Regions from separate parts of the Mus musculus genome. Here all the other regions are linked to region 1. The links are chromatin contacts, called in public ChIA-PET maps. All regions are on one chromosome and are shown on one strand. Each heading gives the region's core, a stretch centred on a gene start, on an enhancer-like site or on the middle of the called end of the contact. The rest is flanking DNA. Distances are from core to core; before and after follow the strand shown.

Region 1 (3,053 bases), core at 167-2,666:
TCTTTGTTACCCTTCAGACCCTGGACAAGGGGCTGAGGTATTTTACGTATCAAAGCAGACCTGGCCTCCAGGCTCTCCCAGCATCCCTCAGTCCCTTCCTGGCATATCCTGCTCCCAACCCTGAACTTTCCAGATCAGGGGCTGAGCTGCCTTCCCCCACCCCCCCAGGCACTCTTCCCTACATAATCCAGAGGTGTTGTTCTTCTTCTCTCTCTCTCTCCCTTCCCTCTCTCTGTCTTTCTCTCTTCCCTCTCCCCCCCCCTCTCTCCCTCTCCATTTGTAACTTCCCTGACCTCCGTCCTTGTGACCATTGAACTTGCCCGAAAGCAGCTTCCCAATAAACCTGCTTTATTTATTATTTATAGTAAACCTGTTTACTATACTCTAATCTGGTTTTAACTGGCTCATTACTAAATGGAGAGATAACTTATCACTCTTTAGTCTTCAGACATTTCCTCATGCCTGTGGGATGCTGCCTGCCTCCTCCTCCCCCTCTTCATCTTCCTCCTCCTTCCTCTTCCTCACTTTCCTCCTCCTTCATCTTCTTCCTCCTCCCCCTTCTTCTGCTCCTTCCTCTTCTTTATCTTCCTCCTTCTCCTCCTCCTTCTTCCTCCTCTGCCCCTCTTCCTTTCTCTCTCTCTTCCTGCTGTTTCTTATTAGTGGTTTTGGTTTGTTTTTTTGTTTTGTTTTTTTAAGCCTTAATTCCCTTTGTTGTATTCTTGGTATCTTTCTTTTGTGTCTTTAGGTGACTTGTCAAGTCTGAGGAGTATTTCAGTCCCTACATCTTCTAGCATCTTTTTTTTTTTTTTTTTTAATTCTACGCTCTTTCTCTATTTTCTCGAGACAAGTATTAGGTCTTTTGTCACAGGAAAATAAATGCTACGATCTAGTCAACACTAAATTTTTTTTCTTTTGAAATTATAATTTAACTACAGCATTCATCCCTTTTCTTTCCTCCCTCCAAACCTTCCTCACTCTCCTTCAAACCCATGCTCCCTCTGTGTGTGTGTGTGTGTGTGTGTGTTATTGCATGCATATATGTGTACAGAAATCCGTACACTTACTTGTTGAAGTTGGGTCGTTTCTGTTGTTCTAGCTTTGTAGTCTCTCATTCTCTCTCCGGCTTCTTCCTTTTACTGAGCTTGCCTGTTGTAGTTTCCAGTTGTTACACTGTCCAGTTCTAAAATGTCCACTTCTTTCTTTACATCTTTCTTATGCTCTAATCATGTGTATATGTGGGAGGAGAGGTATGCATGTGAGTGCAGGGACCCACAAGGCCAGGGCCATAAGATCCCCTGGAGCTGGAGTGACAGGTGTTGTGAGCCTCAAACATGGCTGCTAGGACCTCTCTGCAAGAGCAACAAGCACCCTTCTCTCCAGCCCCTCCACATAGTTCTTTGTGGTTCCCGTTTCTTTACTAGAATGTCGGTTGGTTTCATTTTCAAGCACATTCATAACATTTGTTGGTTCCGGTTTCTTTGTCATTGTAGATGCTTTAAATCTTCATCAGATGACCTCCGTGGCTGTCACCTTAGGGCTGGAATTTATTCGTCATTTTGAAATTTCCTTTGTGAGCTTTCAGGTTCCTGTTACAATGGGTGATTTTTCTATTGTATCTCATACATCTTGAGCACTGCTCTATGAGATTTTGAGTCTCATTTAAAATTTATTTTACTTGCTTCTTTTGATATTATTCTATCAGAAAAAAAAAAAAAAGAGTGGCTATGCCATTACTGCCAGGTGAAAGGAGAGGCCAGGGTTCTCCACACAACTCCTTCAACACTAAGGGATAAGTGGCCTTCTCACTACTAGGCTCAGGTCAGCATTCTGGGTACCTGTAGGCTGTGCCTCATTAACAATGAAGGACAGGAGTGTATTGTCACAGGATGTCCACAGGTGCCGGTAAAAGTGAGCTTGTTACTAAACTTAATAGCAAGGAAACTCAGTCTTAATTTGCTTCTACTGAGGGTCTAGACCCTCAGCAGCAAGCTTCAGTTTGGGAAAGATCACCAAAAAAACACAATTTCTAACATGCTCTAAAGATCCAACTGGGGACTTCTGGGAAGAGGGAACAGGTGTACTGTTGCTGTTGTTTGCAATATTGGGAATTGAGCCCAGGCTCCATGTACACCAAGAGCTTCCCAACTGAGCTTTCCCTGGAACCACTGCCGTTTCCAGATCTCATTCATTTCCAGCTTCTGCTTTTCCATAGGATATATGAACAGTACCATGTGTGTGTGTTCGTCTGTGTGTGCGTGTGATATAAATATATGTAAGATGTATATACATATATTCCATATGTGTACATATGTATACATATGTGTGTGCATGCATATACATGTATATGTATATGTGTGTATGGTATAAATATATGTAAATATGTATGTGCATACATTCCATATGTGTATGTGTGTATATATGTGTGTGAGTGTATATATACATGTGTATATATATGTATTATCTATGTGTGTATATGATATATTTATAAACATGTGTATACATACATTCCATATGTGTATGCATGTATATATATGTGTGTATATGTGTGCATGAGTGTATATATGTATGTGTGTGAGTATATACACACATGTATATGTATATGTGTGTATGGTTTAAATATATATAGATATGTATATGCATACATTCCATGTGTGTATTATGTATATGTATATGTGTGTATGAGTGCATGTATACATAAGTGTGTATATATTATATATGTGTATATGATATAAATATATGTAAACATGTATGTACATATATCCCATATGTACATACATGTATATATGAGAGTATAAGTGTATATATGTGTGTATGTATGTATGTATTATATGTGCATATATATGTATGTGTATGATATAAATATATGTAAACATGTAATGCATACATTCCATGTGTGTATGTATTTATATATGTGTGTATGAGTATATGTATGTATATATATGTGTGTATATGTTATATATGTGTATTATGATATAAGTATATGTAAACATGTATATGCATACCTTCCATATGTGCATATATATATTCCATGTATATATGGAACTCACCACAAT
Region 2 (3,053 bases), core at 309-2,808, 240 kb after region 1:
GGTCAGAACCCCAGCCCAGCCTCCACTGACTGGATTCTAGAAATGACGTGACCCCCCTAAGCAAGGCAGCTTCTGCTCTCTAGATATCCAGCTATAGGACAGTAAAAGATAGGTAGAAAACATTGGGGCGACCCAGGACAGTGCCCATAGAGTAGAGGAATGGTGAGGGAAGGGCCGTGGGAAGGGGTGTTTGACAGCATTCTTGACATCTACCCATTGCATGCCGGGATTGCCCAAGTTAATACCAAAAACATCTCCAGACACTAGTGCCCACTGGGGACAGGCGGCGTCAGCTGGCTTTAGGTCAGCATGACCCCGTTCCTGTGGTCCTTGGGCCTGAGCAGGGGTGGTCAGTATAGGGTGGTTCAGATGCTGCAGGCCTCGTGGAAGTTTCCAGAATCTGTGATCAGGGCCTGAGACCCTCCAGAGCTAATGATAACAATTAGCATCCTAACAACCTATTAACTATATGGCACCTATGTCCCTGAACACTGAATGAGGTGTCAGATACAGAAACTGTGAAAGCACAGAGAGGTGGGGTGACTTGCCCAAGGTCACACAGCAATAAAGAGCAGGCAGATCTAAATGGACCCAGGCCCCTGGCCCTAAAAAGTGTAAACTTTAACACCCTCCAGGCTGCTGGCCCACCAGAGCATCTGCGGGGGTTGCAAAGGCAAAACTGAAGGTCAGGTGAACTTTGGGTTTGTCAGAGGAACCTTAGCAGGTGACACCTTCGATTTTCCAACTTAGGACTTGGTGACCCCAATCTTTCAGCAAGGCTTCAGTAAACACCTACTGTGTGTTTGATGTCCTAGCTAAGACAAGAGCAATGAATGTCACTGTGACCGTTCACAGGAACCCTGCTATTTTCTGCCAGGCCTCACTGTCTGAGATACCTCTTCCAGCCTCTTGGCCAACAAACAAGGCAAGCATTTAACAGGCAGCCAACTCTGTATCTGTTTTTTAAATGCAGATTCAGAGAGGCCAAGACAACTGTCAAGAGCACACAGCTACGGAGCAGAGATCTAGTGATAGTTCCTTTCCCCTGCTTTAACATGACCTGACTCCGAGTGGAGCCTGACTCGAGCCCCTCTCCAGAGCTACTGACATTCTGTTGTCCAAGCTCACAGGCCTATTGTACCAGCCTGCCTGTGCTGCTTTCTAAAGCCAAGGAGCCGACCCAACAGGAGTCTAGGAACCCAGAAAAAGACACCGGCACCCCTCGGGTGACCTGTTTCCCCAAGGGCGCCCCTTAGCTCCACCGATTGCAAAGTCTCAGGTCCCTACCACTTGGGCCTACCCAAGCCCAGCCTCAGGCCCCTGCGGACCCCACCCTCCTCACACAGAGATCAGAGTAAGGGAGTGACACCCAGTCACACTCCCTCCACCAAAGGCTAAAGGGTGGCCACTCACCTGGACACCCTCGAGGCTATCACAGCTCACAGGGTACGGCAGGGCCCAGCCGGAAGGCCTGGTGTCCCCAGAGCACTTTTTCTCACCAGCACCTTTCTTTGCAGCTCAGCCTATTTCCTTGATGCGAAGACAGGAAAGAGAGCCGTGTTTGAAGTTGACGTCAAAGCAACAAAATGCTGTGTGGAAGGAAAATCACAGGCCACATGCTCCTGGCGGGGCAGAGCACATTTCCGGGGTCACGCAGTACCAGCCGCAGGGTGTCGGGAACACAAGAGGAAGGTGGGGATTGTAGCAGCCAGGGATTGGGGCAAAGGCTGCTTCCCACAGTGAGCCCCCACCTGAGGGGGGCACCTGGAGTGTTGGGGGAAGGGCAAGTTCTGGAAAGGAGGGGTCCCCAATGTGTTCCTGTCCTAGATAAGGTTGCTATTACTGTGATTAACACAGTGACCAAAGCAAGTTCGGGAGGAATGGGTCTACCTGGCTTATACTTCCACAGCTAATTATCGAAGTATGTTGGAGCAGGAACTCAAACAGAGCAGGAAGCTGGAGGCAGGAACTGATGCGAAGGCCATGGAGGGCTGCTGCTTACTGGCTTGCTCAGCCTGATTTCTTCTAGAACCCACGACCACCAGCCTGGGAATGGCTCCACCCACCATCAGACGCCCACAACGCAACCTTATAGAAGCGTTTTCTCAATTGAGGTTTCCTCTCAGATAACTATAATACGTGTCAAGTTGATATAAATCTAGACAGTACAGTGCCCAATTTCTTGGAAGCATCCAGGGGCAGGCCTCTGCCGGAACCCTAGAGGCAGGCTCTAAAGCTCTAAAGCTGGGGTGAGGGAGGGGTGAGCCCACTGGGACTCCAGAGCTAGGCTGGTGTTCACCTAGAAAAAGCCACGATGGCAGGGTTATTCTACAGGAGCTCTGGGAAGAACTGGCTCTGGAGCTGGGACAAGTAGGCGGGGTCCCCCGACACTCATACACTCTAGTCCAGCCCCACAAGGGTCTACCACCTTGACCACTTCACATATCTAGATCATACTAGAAATGTGCATTGCCCCAAGGTCTCTGGGAGCCACACCAGTTACTTGAAAGCATCAGGGGCCGGGGATGGGGGTTGGGGGTGGGGGAAATGGGCGGCATTCTCCTCCTCCGAGGTGGGAATCTCCAGTGCTCAGAGAAGGGACATCTTGGTCTCAGCAAGCCACAAGCCCCTTCCTGTCCCACTTCGTGTCCAGAAGCTTGCGACTGGAAACAGTGTCATAGCTGCAGCCCGCAGTATGTCTGCTTCACTGAGGAGAGGATGCAGATCGCCACAGATAGGAGCATTGTCCCATGAGGTGGCAAGAGGGAGGCACGTCCTTTGAACTTCAGAGGGAAGGGCTACCGGATGCTAGGGAACTCAGCGCGTCTGGTGGGAGGGGGGGTGTCCAGTAAACTGTGAACTCAGAGCCTAGGAAAAAAATTGAACCTGTGCCCCAACACCTCCAGGTGTGCCTCTGAGGAGAAGCAACCTGGCCTCCTCTAGGAAACCTCCCTCTGCCTCACACTGGCCAGAGAGGCCCGAGTGCGCAGGCAGCTGAAACTAGGCAGGCCATGTTTGGCTCCATAGCTAAAGGAACATCAGACCTCAAGTGG
Region 3 (3,053 bases), core at 361-2,860, 190 kb after region 1:
TTCATTTATTGTTATATATAAGTACACTGTAGCTGACTTCTGACACACCTGAAGAGGGCGTCAGATCTCATTACGGTGGTTGTGAGCCACCACGTGGTTGATGGGATTTGAACTCAGGACCTTTGGAAGAGCAGTCAGTGCTCTTAGCCACTGAGTCATCTCGCCAGCCACAGTTGTGAACTTTTAAAGTTGGTGTGCAGAGGCTGGAGAGACAGCTCAGTGGTTAAGGAAGGCACCGGTGCTCCTCCAGAAGATGTGGGTTCAATTCTCAGCTCCCGCTTGGCAGTTACAACCACCTTAACTCCAGCTCCAGGAGAGCCCATCCCCTTTTATGGCCCCCGTGGGTATTGCATGCATGTAGCGCACCGGCATCCGTGCAGCCTAAATACTGTACGCAGAGATCGGTCCTATAAACTCTGAACTACGATGCTTCATTTTTGTCTTTCCTTAAAAGTGTGTTACAGACAACTTGGAGTTTTTACATCATTCTGTAGTTATCAAGGAGCCTGTGGTAACCAAATATTATTCTTGTTTTGGCAAAGAATGCTGACCCGCCCCTCTGCTCCACAGTGCACTCTTTCTCCTGGTCATTGGAACAGCCTACTTGGAAGCTCAAGGGATTTGGGAGCCCTTCCGAAGGCGACTCTCCTTTGAAGCCTCAAACCCGCCCTTTGATGTAGGAAGGCCATTTGATCTCAGGAGAATCGTTGGTATTTCATCTGAAGGAAAGTATGTTCATATACTAAAAGTCCACTTTTTAATACACATAGACTTAGCTGATATAATTACAAGAAGTGAAATTTATCTTTACTCGGAATTTTTTAAAAAACGATTCTGGTGCTCAGATACTGAGAACTCATGAGAGTTCTTAACAGGGACAAAATATGCTTAGTTATTAGTTATTAGTCCTAACCTTATTTATAACTGTCAGAGGTGACAAACTGTAGAAGGTTGTGGCTCTGATCCCTTCCACTTCTGTCCCTAGTTTCTCTTTATGATGGGTTTACTAATGAAATTTTTTTCTTAGTATTAGGTTGGAAGTTACTGCTTACTGATTTTTCAATTGATCCATTTTTCAGCTTGAACACACTTGGCTGCGAACACAGTCATGGTAGGGGTTTCTATAGTAACGCATCATCCCGGCCTGGTACAGGCAGTCACAGGCAGTGTGGCACATCAGTCCACCCACACAGCAGCCATGGCAGCAAAAACTCAGCTGATGTGGACAACGTCAGAACCAGAAACAGTTCAAGTATGTCAAGCAGGACTTCTCCACAAGCAGCTGCCTCACAGTCTACAAGCAAAACCAGCCCCCTAGTCTCAGAGACAGCTGCAGCAACCCAGGGTCACACAGCAAGCAGGAAGTCCAGAGGGGCAAAGCAGGGCCAGCACAGCAGCCAGCACCACAGCCACAGCCACAGCCCACTGGAGCAGCACTCACAGCCTCCACCACCAGTGCCTCAGCACCAGGAGCCACCACCCGAAAGGCTGTCTCCTGCCCCCCTCACACACCCTTCCCACCCCGAGCGAGCCAGCACCACACGGCACAGCTCAGAGGACTCCGACATCACCAGTCTCATAGAAGCCATGGACAAAGACTTTGACCACCACGACTCCTCCCCCCTAGACGTGTTTACAGAGCAGCCTCCGTCACCGATGTCAAAAAGCAAAGGTAACCCTGTCCAACCCCCTTCCAAAGAACAAGGCGTGTGAGGGAGAAGGAGCAGTCAGGATCATAGGCAGTGGATACAGCACCTTGTTAGGTAGCTCAGACCCATCTCCTGCGGGAAGCAATGGCCTCTCTGTATCACAGTGCAAACGGAAGCAACTGCTTGTCATGAAACTTGTTCTTCCCTTGTTTCTCCAGACAGAATCTGATGGACGGCTGCCGGTGATAACTGTTACAGTCATTTTTAAAAATTATTTTGAGGCCAGGTATTGCTGGCACATACCTTTAATCCTAGCACTCGGGAGACAGAGGCAGGAGGATCTCTGAGTTCAAGACCTGCCTGTTCTACAGAGCGAGTTCCAAGACAGCCTGGGATACACAGAAAAACCTTGTCTCAAAAAACAAACAAACAAAAATATTTTGAAAACAGGGCTAAAACCAAAACCATCTACCTCTTAACTCAAAATAGAATTTCTAGCTGTGCACACATCTGTAGTTGTACTGGTGAGGTAGAGACAGGAAGTTTGTCACAGGCTTGAGGTCAGTGAGGCTACACACTGACACCTCTCTCTAAATAGGAAAAGGGGCAAAAGAAGCAAGTGAAAAAATAGTTGGTGAAACCTCCAAAGAGGCTGGCCAACAGGACAGGGACAACAGGAAGTGGTGGCCGTGCACACATCACAGTCTTGTAGGCAGAGGAGTGAGGGATGTACCAGATCTGCAGAATTGGTAGGTTAGGGAAGGAACTTTGCCAGAAGGAACCACACAAACAGGAGAAGTGTGAACAATTCAAGGGATGGAAAATCCAAGGCCAGAGTGACAGCGAGGTCTAACAGGGAGCATGAGCGAAGGCTTCAGAGTAGTGGGAGTGGGAACAGGCGCTTGTGTGCAGCCTCATGGGTAAGGTACAGAGGAATACACCTTATTGGCAGTGGCAGGGCCTCAAGACTAGAGCAATCCAGAACCGCAAGATTGGGGACTCAGAACTTGGAAAGAAATGTGGCGCATAGACCATGTGGTTCCTAAGACTGCAAGCAGCCTTTCCATCAGTTCATCTAAGGGGGTGCGACCACAAGCCATCAATCATGGTATAGTTCATTTCAAACAAGCTAGGGGACAACAGCGTTGAGGGGCTTTTGGGTTTCGGAGTTGCAGATTAGGCACAGGAGACCAAGGGAGGAAAGTCCCTGTGGGTGTGGTGTGTGCCCCTTGTAGAGACCAGGAGAATGCGTGGGTCGCAGCAAGACCAGGCCAGGTGTCTTGGTTGCTTTTCTATTGCTGTGACAAAACACCATGACCAAAGCAATGCTTATAAAGTGAAGCATTTGCTCTGAGGGCTCACGGTCCCATGGCCATCAAGGCAGGGAACATGGCAGCAGGCAGG

The links. ChIA-PET counts read pairs in DNA pulled down with a chosen protein or histone mark.
Region 2: an RNA polymerase II ChIA-PET map of memory CD8 T cells shows a contact between it and region 1, with 56 read pairs. The contact joins the promoter of Zap70 here to the enhancer-like site in region 1. A contact is called at or near these places in 4 of 115 datasets of contacts at active chromatin or transcription factors (effector CD8 T cells, embryonic stem cells, memory CD8 T cells and 1 more) and 3 of 9 other capture datasets (adipose tissue, macrophages and pancreatic islet).
Region 3: an RNA polymerase II ChIA-PET map of memory CD8 T cells shows a contact between it and region 1, with 9 read pairs. The contact joins two enhancer-like sites. A contact is called at or near these places in 1 of 484 Hi-C or Micro-C datasets (CD4 T cells), 5 of 115 datasets of contacts at active chromatin or transcription factors (double positive thymocytes, effector CD8 T cells, embryonic stem cells and 2 more) and 2 of 9 other capture datasets (adipose tissue and liver).

What each region holds. Positions count from the first base shown.
Region 1 is chr1:36,998,899-37,001,951 of GRCm38.p6, reverse strand. No RefSeq gene overlaps it. Among named protein-coding and RNA genes, the nearest start is that of Vwa3b, 29 kb to the left of the region's middle. Within about 2 kb of position 1,416, at least 93 of the 459 cell types and tissues checked have an H3K27ac peak or open chromatin away from gene starts, as enhancers often do. A contact at or near this core is called in adipose tissue, embryonic stem cells, macrophages and 2 more, where this site is marked.
Region 2 is chr1:36,760,303-36,763,355 of GRCm38.p6, reverse strand. Zap70 (zeta-chain (TCR) associated protein kinase) reads right to left here and starts at 1,558. Exons shown (of 13, transcript NM_009539.3): 1 at 1,414-1,558.
Region 3 is chr1:36,806,503-36,809,555 of GRCm38.p6, reverse strand. Tmem131 (transmembrane protein 131) reads left to right here. Exons shown (of 41, transcript NM_018872.2): 30 at 571-729; 31 at 1,080-1,672. Among named protein-coding and RNA genes, the nearest start is that of Zap70, 46 kb to the right of the region's middle. Within about 2 kb of position 1,610, at least 31 of the 459 cell types and tissues checked have an H3K27ac peak or open chromatin away from gene starts, as enhancers often do. A contact at or near this core is called in memory CD8 T cells, where this site is marked.